2 separate regions of the Mus musculus genome follow, and region 2 is linked to region 1. A link is a contact called in public HiChIP or PLAC-seq data. All regions are on one chromosome and are shown on one strand. Each heading gives the region's core, a stretch centred on a gene start, on an enhancer-like site or on the middle of the called end of the contact. The rest is flanking DNA. Distances are from core to core; before and after follow the strand shown.

Region 1 (5,687 bases), core at 917-3,416:
AGCTGTGTTGTGGGCTCCCTATCTGGGTTGAGTAGACCTGTGTGTGTTGCATCTACCCAGAAAGTCTGTCACACAACATCAACACAGGACAGCTGTGTGGAAACATTTAAAAAGAATGCTTAATTCTACCAACTTCCCTTTCCCTGTGGCTTGGAATGTTGAAGCTTTGTATTTTGGTAACCATACTTGAGTCTGAGTAGTTACAAGGAGGAAGTACCACACTGACTCCCCTAATAAGCCTTCATTGGCTATATACCATAAGCAAGAAATATACTACAGTAAGATGGTGATTTTTTTTCCCCCAGGGGCTGTTTGTCACTGCAGCAGAATGTGTCCCATCCTGACTGCTACATACAGTTTTGCTTAGCAGAACCTATGGTACCTAGTTAACATTTATCAAAGTGATAACTAGCCAGTGATTGAGGGGAGTGCAGCCCCTTTACATGGCTCCAGCAATTAACCTGAATAGGGTGGTGAGGGAATGAAGAAATGACACACACCTGGAGAAGCTGGGCATATTTATTATAGAGAGTTGAACAGAGAGGCGGGTTATTGGATACAGTATACAGATCAAGGGGACAGGTATAGCTAATCTCAGTAGGGGCAGTCTTTGTAGGGGAGCAGTTTTCAGGCTGTAAATGTTTGGGTGGTAGAAGAGGCTATGGTGGACATTTTCTGCACACACTGCCAACATTCACACTCAGACCCCTGAGAAAGGCCTTGCCATCCCTCTGAGCCTCACTTGGGGAGGGGGGTCCGCCTTGGGGTCCTTGACATGGCTGTGCTAGTGTCAATAGCACATGTTCACTAAGGGCTTCATCCACACAGGACAGGTTTTAATGGATTCCTAATGAGGAAGGTTCACTTTCTGATCTTCCAAGAGTTTATAAAGGCTACCATTCAGGCATCTCTGGGTCTATTTGGCAATAAGTAGCTCCCACATTCCCAGAATTCTATTGGAGTAGGTATGTCTGCAAAACTCTGTCTCCCAGGAGGCTATTTTAATGTTGATATTTGTTCAAAAATGCATCAAAATAAATACTCATTTAAAACTGGCCACCTAACCTAGGCAGAACTAGAGCAAAGTTTTGAGGCTATTCCAAATGAAAGGACATTACTCTCAAGGCAACACCTCATTCCCCAGGAACCTAGGCTGTGTGTCTGCTGTGGACTTCCATAGCTACCCAAACACAGAGACCTGCCCAAGGGGACTCTAGTGGTCTTTACTCAGTCTCCATGGCCACAATGCACAGTTGAGCAAATAACATTTCTGACTTCATCAGATTCTCACGTTTGGAAAGGAAGACATTCAAAGAATCAGTTTGCTCTGAAACATTAAAGTCAATGAACAGGCTTAGAGTTATGAGCACTGTGACTAAATGAAGACAAGTCAAGATTTAGGAATTTAATTTTCTACCACTAGGAAAATGGCTACTTTAAAAACAAATAGTTCACAGTCATTGATATTTCAACAGTATATTTTTTTTAACTTTTTAAAAATGTGTGTCTGGTTCTGGAGATGAAACCCAGGGCCTTATATATGCTAGGCAATTCTACCACTAGGCCACACTCCTAGACCAGAACGTTTTTGTTTGTATTTTTTGACAAGGTCTCATGTAGCCCAGCTGGCCAAGAACTGGCTATACCACTGAGCATTCCACTGAACTTCTGATCTTCCTGCTTTCCATCTTCCCAGTGCAGGGAGTGCTTACAGTCATATGCTACCATGCCTGGTTTATGCAGTGCTGGGGATCAAACCAAACCCAAGGTTTGTGCATGTTAGGCATGGCTCAATCTCCAGCCCCCAAAGAGTATATTTTAAATAATAGTATTTTAACAGTTATAGATACCCTGATTTTCAATAATGGTATTGATAAGAGAATAGCTTCATTCTTAGGTAACACACATTAAAGTACTTAAGGGGAGAGTCAAATTTAAACTATTAGTAAGAAATAATACAATAGGGAGAGAGACAGTGCCAGCAATCCTCTTGTCCCCATCCCCTCAACAGCACTGGGATTATAGGCATGCTCATTTACTGTGCACAGCATTTCACAAGAGTTCTGAGGATCAGAGCTCAGGTCCTCATGCTTCCACAGCAAGCACCCTTAGCCACTCAGCCATCTCTCTCCAGCCCCCAAAGTAAACTTTGTCTAAAAGCATACATCCAGAGCTGAGCGGTGCAGGCTGCCCTGCAACCTCTCAATGACTGCCTGCCTCCCAGGCCTGTCACAGTTGGGCTCAGGCTCCTTTGGCGAGCCACCAAGTTACAGAGCTGGGAGAAGAACCTTCAGGACTCCTAGGTAGAACTGCACTTCAGCAATGGGAATGGGAGCAGCATTCCAGCCTCCGTCTCTATTTATAATGGTGACATGGGGGAAAAATATACTGCTGGATGCCCAGCATGAATCTGGACAAAGTAACTGCAAGAGTTCTCACTGTGACAGCCCACCTCACTCCCAGACACCACAAGATACCAACAGAGCTGAAATAGACACCCACAGCTTTGGTGAGAAAAACAGCACTCCGAGAAAGATTATATTGAGAGAAGAGAAGTTGAAAGTATCTTGAAGAAAGAGTCAGATTGGATATGGGATTAGTCAAGTCGGCAGAAAATATTCCCCCCAAGGAGTTGCTTTTTAAACACCTGAAGCGCACAGCTACTCTCAGCATGAGAAACACAAGCGTTATGAAGAAAGGGGGAATTTTCTCAGCAGAATTTCTGAAGGTTTTCCTTCCATCTCTGCTACTGTCTCATCTGCTGGCCATTGGCTTGGGGACCTACATTGGAAGGTGTCTGACAACTTCCACTAGCACCTTCTGATGAAGATTTGGATCTGACTTTTGCTCACACAGTGAGGATTCATGTATGAGCTGCGCCAGCTAATTGAAGAGCTAGCATGATCCTTGGGTGTCTGCACTATGTGTGTTTATTTGTTCTGTAAATGCAGTGTTCCTGATTTGGTGAGACAGAATAGACTCTTATCATGACCTATAATTATACCTATGGGATCAAATAATAAGCATGTCAGACTGATGCCTATTGTAGCATTCACTAGTAAATTTCTTTGAATATTAGATATAAATAGTATAATTTTAATATAGTAGCAATGGTATATTAAAAATGATCTGTAGGGGTGGGTCGGTGAAAAAAAAAAGATCTGTAATCATAATCCAGTTAAGACACTTTACACTTCAAAAGAATGAGTAAGTGATAGTAAAATCATTAAAGGGTTCCCCCCCCCCAAAAAAAGAACCCTATACATGCTCAAGAGCAAGTGAGACGGCTCAGCAGGTAAAGATGTTTGCCACCAAGCCTGACCATGTACATTCAATCTAATCTCTAGCACCCACATGGTTGAAGGAGAGAACAGACTTTCACAGCTATCCTCTGACCTCCACCCATGTCATACCACAGGCATGAGAGTGTCTCTACAATATGCAATTTTAAAAGCTAAACCAAAACAAGACCATACTCCAGACCAGCAGCTTTCACAGTTTTAAACTATAACACTGCCATTAAATATAAATTATAGCAACATATACACACAGATACACACAATTTGAAAAAGCACATGCAAAAATTACAGATTACACAACACAGTGTTGATCATGGATTTGGGGTTTTTTGTATGGTTGTGTGCTGAGGATAGAACGCAGAACCTTGTACACGATATACGGTATCACTGAGCTACATCCTTAGACCCTTCATGCTTTGTATTTGCTTTTAAAGATTATTTCTAATTGTGTGTGTGTACACACTAGAAACCATTGTAATCCCAGCAACTGGGAGGCTGAGTGAGTAGGGTCATGTTAGAAAATTAAAGGCCAGCTATAGAGTGAGAACCTGTCACACACAAACACATACAAAGAATGATGAAATTATCAAAGAATAAAAATAATCATATTTTTTAAAAAGTATTGTTGCCACTGACATCTTGGCCTAGGCTAATGTGTGCGGGTTTTGAAAACTCACCTCTCTATAGACAAAGAAAGGAACTCAGAGCATGAAAACTGTACATTTATTTCCAGGACATTGACAAATAGAGCTGTCACTGCTCACAGTGTTGAGGCTTACCAAGCATCTCCTTTGCAGACACGTGGCATGTTTATTGGCCTGATCACCTGATGGCCCGTTAGGAACCTGCAACTTCTGCAATCAGCTCAGGCTGGTTCTGCTGCCAACAATGAGAGGGTGCCTGGCTAGTTTTTTGTTTTCTTCAGTCATGAGTATAGAAGCCAGGGCCTCTCCCATTTTAGGCAAGCACTATAAAACTGACCCACAACCCCCAGCCCAGGAGACAACATTTAAGAGGCAACCTGCCAACAGTTACCCTCATGGCCAAGACCTAAAGAGCTGCGGATTCTGAAGCTGACAAAACCTCTGCTCTTTTCCACATGACCACGAGAAAAGCTGGTGTGTCAGGGGCCCTGAGTGGGACTGGGCATCACACACTCCACACTCAGAACTCCATGAACGTTCACATGGATGCTGGTAGAGCTTTGTCCTTGGGAATACAGTGGGAATACCCTGGGGAATCTGAGTCCCCTTCACACACAGGTCTTTGATTTCTACTCTCCTGGCTGTTAGTCTCCATTCAAGCAGCTCACAATAACTTCCATCCCTGATAGAACCATCCCAGCTGGAGATGCTCTGCGCTGCTGACAGAGCATGTTGTGGGAACAGACACTCTTCCCACGAAAAGAGATACTAAGAAAAGAGGATTATGTGCTTCCTTGGATATTCACAATACATTGGAAACTCACAATAGCATTTGAAAGACTCTGAAAAGGCTTAGAGAAACTGGTTTAACTTTAACTTTAGCGTTTTATAAATGTGGCCCACAAACACACACATTAATATAATTCTGACAGTGCCTATACTGAGGGATCAATTGTGGCATAAAATAAATGAAACTGGTTTGAAATGCCTCTAAACGCACACCTCAGACCTCAGCAACAACTGCCTGTCTTGGATCTAAGTCTTTTTCCCATGCCCTTTTTCTAATGCCCTGTCTACCTTCCTGAACCTTGTTGTCCCCAAGTCCCTGGGGATAAAAGGGGGGGTGTGTGGAAGAAGTATCATGTTAGAAAAGACAGGGATTGGGTTTATGGGCTACTGACAGAGAAGAGCTGACATAGTTCTTAGTACTTAGCCAATTGAGTCCTAATATAATTTAGGCCTGTGGGCCCAGGCCCATATTCATTCTTCTCTTTTTCAATGTGTTAGAGACCATACCATGAGAAAGCGAGCTTTTCACAATCTCCCACCCTGACAAGCCAAATGGTCTCGTGCTAGGAGCCGGTCGTCACTCCCTTCTCCCTGTTCCCTTCCTGGCACCTGAGGCTGTAAAAGCTGAATTGTAGTCCTCTCTTCCTTAGTTAGCTCTTCCTGACTCCCAAGACTTCCAAGGACATGAGTTACGTGCTGAGCCCGCCTGACACCCAAAGTTGTTAAGGAGGATCCAAATTCCAGAGTTAAGACGCAGAGTGCCCGCCACCTGGAGCCTGACTTCAGCCCTTGTGTCCCCTGATGCCCACTTCTTTGTTCTTTGTTAATTCCCCCTCAACCCCTCCCTATTCCCCTCGATGTATGCTTTAAAACCCGGCGTTTCAGCCTAATAAACAGAGACCTGGATAGCACCCTCTACTTGGTCTCCAGCTCCTTTTTCTCTTCCTCCCATTTT
Region 2 (5,687 bases), core at 1,080-3,579, 170 kb before region 1:
AACTTTTAAGCCAATCTCTTACCTAAATACTTAAAAATTTTCTGCATTCAAGTACTGAGACCCTTTATCAAGGTCTGCCACTATCTTCACTTTATTTCTTTACAATTTTTATTCAGAAACTGCATCATATGTTTCAGAGTGCCTTTATGGATAGGAGTTGTAGATACTCTTAATATCAAACCTTAATCTGTAACCTTGCTGATTTCAAAATTAGGCAAATAACAATTGAAATGAACCAGTTCACTTATTAAGAAAAATCCCCAGCCGGGATGTGGTGGTGCACCCTTTAATCCCAGCACTCGGGAGGCAGAGGCAGGCGGATTTCTGAGTTCAAGGCCAGCCTGGTCTACAGTGTGAGTTCCAAAACAGCCAGAGCTACACAGAGAAACCCTGCCTCAAAGAAAGAAAGAAAGAAAGAAAGAAAGAAAGAAAGAAAGAAAGAAAGAAAGAAAGAAAGAAAGAAAGAAAGAAAGAAAGAAAGAAAGGAAGGAAGGAAGGAAGGAAGGAAGGAAGGAAAAGAGGAGGGGAGGGGAGGAAAGGAAAGGAAAGGAAAGGAAAGGAAAGGAAAGGAAAGGAAAGGAAAGGAAAGGAAAGGAAAGGACAGGACAGGACAGGACAGGACAGGACAGGAAGAAAGAAAGGTCCCCTTCTGTTCAAAAGAAATGTTGGTTTTACTGAAGGGCCAAAGCTTTTTTTAAGAGATGAAGCTTCTTTTATGCAAAGCTTCCAGTAGCCTCTGCCTCATAGAGATAATGCATTCCATGCTGAAAGCAGCAGAGGTTCCTCTATGAATATCAGTAGCAACTATTCCCTAATGAAAGAAGAGCAGAATACTATTACTTAGATGTTAGGTGATGGTGAGTCTCTATAAAACAAATAACAACTCACTCCCCATCTTCAGCTTCCCAAATTCATGCCCCATTCAGTAACAGCCTTTGATTCAAAAGCTACTAGAAATTTAGTTTTAAAAATTTGTAAAATGCAATTAAACTTGAGAAGGCAAATAAAAGTGAGTCTTACAGAATTGCTTCCAAGGATATCTCTCCAAGTGTACATTCTCCTCAGCAGAATGTCTGTGTACACACTGTGCTAATTTGACAAATGAGAAAACTTGTACAACTCTAGCAGTTACTTGTGGCTATTTAAACACTTCTTGAGCTGACTACCTTATTTAATGATCAGATTTCACAATTCAAATAGTTTAGTCCTTTTAGACACTTACAAAGTTAACCTTTAAGCTAAAACTGAGCCCCCCCCCAAAAATCATCCTTACCTGTCTGAGTAGCTTATGCTCATTGACTGTTTCACACTCACAGTTCTCTGATCTTCACTCTTCCAGTATCCTTAATCAGTATGAGTAGAGTCTTGCATGACACCAAGTACAGTGGGGAGAAAAAGGGAAATTAGATTGTTGAAGAAAGTCAACAGTTACAGTAAATATAACCAGTACCTCCTTAAAAAAAAAAAAACAAACACAACCCTCATTTCTCTATTTCTTTAGTGGGAGGAAGTTAGTGGGTAATACATATATTTAGTATAAATATGTACTGTATAAATAAATATATATGTAGTATACTTATGATGATTTCATGAAGTAGTTAGCTTTATTGTTGTGATTGGCTGAAGTTGCATTTCTAAGGTTTAATCACACATAGCTAATTATTTTTCTGTGAGCATAGTAAAAGGAACTTCTTTCCAGTAACTCAATAAAATACCAACATAAATTTGTCTCTAAACTTCACTACAAAATCATTTGTGAACAGCTTCTTTGCAATCCATCTTTTCTAAGAGTAGAACAAAACAAAACTTGAAGTTTTCTTATTTATACCGGCTTGCTCAAATCAAATATCACTAGGCTGGATTAAAATTCATGCTCATCAGTGGTCTCTGCTGTTTTAAGATTGAAAAAAACTGATGCCCAGAGATGCTTGCTCTCTGTGTGCTCAGAGTATATATAGGGACTAGAACCCAGTTTGGTTACTAATAAACAACTTTTCTCTACTTCTAATTGGCATGTTCTACCTCCATTTGGAGTTGTAATAATGAGTACATGAGTTAGAACATTTTATGATGGATTTTGGAGGTAGCAAATGTGTTTCAAAACAAATTAATAGTTATAGCATGTAGTCTGAACTGACCATAACCGAAGGCTAAATGTGCATTTAGCACTGACCACTGAGCAACCTGCATCCCCAGCCCAGTTCTGCCAATTCTTGTTTCCAAACCCAAGTCCACCTCATTTGCTTACCACTCGTCTAGTACGTAGATGATGAGAAGTTGGGCTTACTCAAAGATTGATCCTGAGAAGCTGGAGAGGGCAACCATCAGCAAAGCTCTGTCTTGGAGAATTGGGTTATAAGAAGGGTAGGAAAGCCTGGGTTATACAGTCGAACGATGGGCAGGAGGCTCTGTGCCCATTCCCCTGCCCGCCTCTGGCTAGAACTGTAATCAACCTTGACCTTCTGAAAATAGCTACAAACACATTAGTTATCTACAAGTTAACCTCCACAGCAATTTGTATGCTTTGTGTTAACTGATGCAGGGGATTAAAAGAACAAGGAGAGCTGCACATTCAGATGTTATCAGAAAGTCACCAGGAGTTGGAGGTGGGGGTGCCAATAAATCCACAAATTGTTTGGCAATTAACATTTTTGTCATTTAGGTGAGCTCTTCTTTAGCACAAAGGTAACTTCTGGAGAAGGAAAGGGGAAGGCACATAATTTCTCCCTACTGTCCCACTGTGTGTTCATTGTGGCCCATCTCCAGGATGTTTGCATAGCCGGCAAGCCCTTTCCTAGACCTGAGTTCCCCAAGATGGACAATTCCTTAAAATGGTGGCCATTGCTCCATTCTCAGACCATTTTGGATTTCACTATCATACATTTTCCTTAAACAGTACAGTTCACTCAAATATTTATTGGAGTTTCTACTACATTTCTAGTAGCACATGGAGGTCCCAGAAGTATAATGCTAACCACAAACTAGAGTGTCTTCAAATCCAAGGAAGATGTAGATGTGATGTGTCTGAGAAATAAAAACTTAGTGAGTTGGTAAATCACAATGGTTCATTAAAAGAACTGAAAGGGAAGAACAGAGAATGTGTGATAGATGGTGGTGGAAAATGAGGCTCGGGGAAGAAACGACTCAAGTGAGACGACTAGGTAAATACTATAAAAGATTTTCTAAGACAGTAAACAATACTCTCCAGTAGTAGAAAAAAGTAATGGCAGGAAATACTAAGCTAACAAAAATATTCCTTGTCATGGAGCTATTTCAAGAATATCAAACCAAGTTGCAAGTTCTCTAGGACATAGTGTGCCCCTTTGGACTTCGGGATCACAAATTTTCTCTGGCTCTTTGTGTTCTCATCTTTCTCCTCTTCAGAGTGCGGTTTCCTTTGTCCACATGTAAATCTCCTTATCTGATTACTTCTCAGATCATCTGCCCAAGCACTCTCCAGTACATACTCTTCTGATCCTTCTGATCTGCCTCAGGTGATGGTTTTAAATCTGGCCCCTGGAATTCCTTTGGAGTATTTTAGTAAGAGTGATCCAAAAGGAAAGCTCATTCAGTTTTGCAGCCCATGGTGAGCTGTTGTTACTACCTCTATCAACTTTGAGGGGTGGGTTTGAGGGTCACTTACCAGTTTCCCTCAAAACCAAAAGCAGGAGGACATGAGATACCTTAGACTTATCTGAACTTGTGTGTTTCAAATGGGAACTTACTTTTTGGCTCTCCAAGCTAATATCTAAATTGGCTACAACTGGACAGTTTAAAATTTGTCCATCTGACCAATCAGTAGCTCAGGGCATTGAGAGGGAAGCTATTGTGCAAGACAAGAACACGTGTCTAAATGTGTGCATATTAGAACACCATTCTTAATTTCCCTCAAAGGGGACCACAGTAAGCCTTGTTCATCAGTTCAATGCTTACACAAGCCAGTTAGCTTTAGATGTGCAGTGCAGTCCTGTTACTCAAAGCTGTGGTTTGTTCAAGTTCAGTGAACCTTCTGTTCTCTTTAGGATGTGGTATCTGGCCATAGCCTTGTTTCCAGTGCTACTGCTCTCAGGTCCTCACATTCTACTACAAGAATCTGTAGTCGTGGAAGACCCAAGTGTAACTAGAGTTTTAGGATAAAAGCGCTTTCTCCAGCAACCCTAACAGGCTGGCCTTGGCCACCCATCTTAATATGCCAACTCAAGAAGCAAATGACAAATCGTGAAAATCAGAGACAGGAGAGGTAATCATGTGCACATCAAAAAGAGGAACAGTGTCTGGTGACCCCAAATCCCTCTCAGGGTACTGATATCAGCTGTAGATTAGAGGACAAATTGAGGCAAGGAGGCAAGAGTTGTGCATAATTATACAGCCTTAGTCAAGGTGTAGCCAGTAGTTTGTGTGACTCACTGATCATTGTCTCAGTTATGGTTCAGCAAAGGTAGTCTGTAGGCTTTCTTATTGTTCAAGGGAACAGGGTGGTCCCCAGGAGATGATTGCTCACACTCTAGTCCTCACTGGTTAAATTTCATCATCTAGGTGATAGAATCCAAGGGAGTCCTGGTTTAGGATAATAACTGGATATCTTTAGGCACCTTTTAGGCATCCGGAACAGAACATGGTAAAAAGCTGACACTAAGATGCCCCCTTTAGTCCTGTCTCTGTGTCCTTGGCCTCAAAGGACAATGGAATAAGTGATAATTTGATAGACACTCCTTGAGTGATTCATATTGAAAGAAGTAGACAAAGCTAATGAGCCAGATTAAAAGAGATAGATGCAAAATGAAGGCAGACACACCAGGCTTACACTGTGCTTTTAGGTCCCTGGGGGCCTGAATGAGAAGTCAGTGGTTTTTAGGACTATCAGGGGGCTTTTCCCCTCTTTTTATGGATGTGTACGTGTGTTCATGTGTGTGCAGTTGCATGCTCATATCATGTTTCAGAACCAACCATTCTTCCCTGTGGGTACTTTGAAAGCCAAAGGTAAAGATGTAAATGAGCCAGCAATTCTTGTGTTACTGCCTGCCGTGCCTGTGCTACCTTTGAAGTGTACAAAGAAACTTATTTTCTTTCCTTAAAAGCAGGCATTTTAGAAAATAAGGCATTTGACAAGAGTCTGGGAGAAATGTGACCTATCACGAATTACCACAAGTAAACACATGCCCATATCACAACACAGCAACTGGGAATGCAAAGAGATTACGATCATGTATCAGTGCCCAGAATTCTCCATGTTTCTTTCCAAGAACAAGGTCATCTTATTTCTAGCCACTTCTTTTTAATTTCTCGATAAAATTGTTTTAAGATTAAGACTGTGTTTGTGTCCCTTTTTGTCTTTACTCAAGGAGGAGGTTATATCAATGGCCAGGGAAAGAGAATTGGGCACGAGGTGTTCTTTCCTGTACCTGTTAGTGTTTGAATTCAATTGCTCATATTGAGAACCCCCAAAATTGAAGTACTGCAGTTTATGTGAACTGCTAGAACAATTGATAACAGCCAGGCATGGCAGCACAGGTCTTTAATCCCAACACTCTGGAGGCAGAACAGATGGATCTCTCTGACTTTGAGGCCAGCCTGGTCTACACAGTTTCAGGTCAAACAAGTCTATATAATGAGACCTTGTCTCAGAAAGCAAGCAAGCGAGGGAGGGAGGGAGGGAGAGAGAGAGGGAGGGGGAAAGGGAGAGAGAG

The links. HiChIP or PLAC-seq counts read pairs in DNA pulled down with a chosen protein or histone mark.
Region 2: an H3K27ac HiChIP or PLAC-seq map of double positive thymocytes shows a contact between it and region 1, with 8 times the contacts expected there. The contact joins the promoter of Gpr82 here to the enhancer-like site in region 1. A contact is called at or near these places in 9 of 39 promoter capture datasets (the C10 cell line, the HPC-7 cell line, embryonic stem cells and 5 more), 20 of 484 Hi-C or Micro-C datasets (the Ba/F3 cell line, CD4 T cells, the G1E-ER4 cell line and 9 more), 6 of 115 datasets of contacts at active chromatin or transcription factors (CD8 T cells, acute myeloid leukemia, double positive thymocytes and 3 more) and 2 of 9 other capture datasets (adipose tissue and macrophages).

What each region holds. Positions count from the first base shown.
Region 1 is chrX:13,487,635-13,493,321 of GRCm38.p6, reverse strand. It overlaps Nyx (nyctalopin), which reads right to left. Exons shown (of 4, transcript NM_173415.5): 4 at 4,001-5,687. It also overlaps the pseudogene Gm14506. Among named protein-coding and RNA genes, the nearest start is that of Nyx, 29 kb to the right of the region's middle. Within about 2 kb of position 2,166, at least 5 of the 459 cell types and tissues checked have an H3K27ac peak or open chromatin away from gene starts, as enhancers often do.
Region 2 is chrX:13,658,005-13,663,691 of GRCm38.p6, reverse strand. It overlaps Gpr82 (G protein-coupled receptor 82), which reads right to left and starts at 2,329. Exons shown (of 4, transcript NM_175669.3): 1 at 2,249-2,329; 2 at 1,274-1,364. The region is part of intron 5 of Cask (calcium/calmodulin-dependent serine protein kinase (MAGUK family)); the gene reads left to right.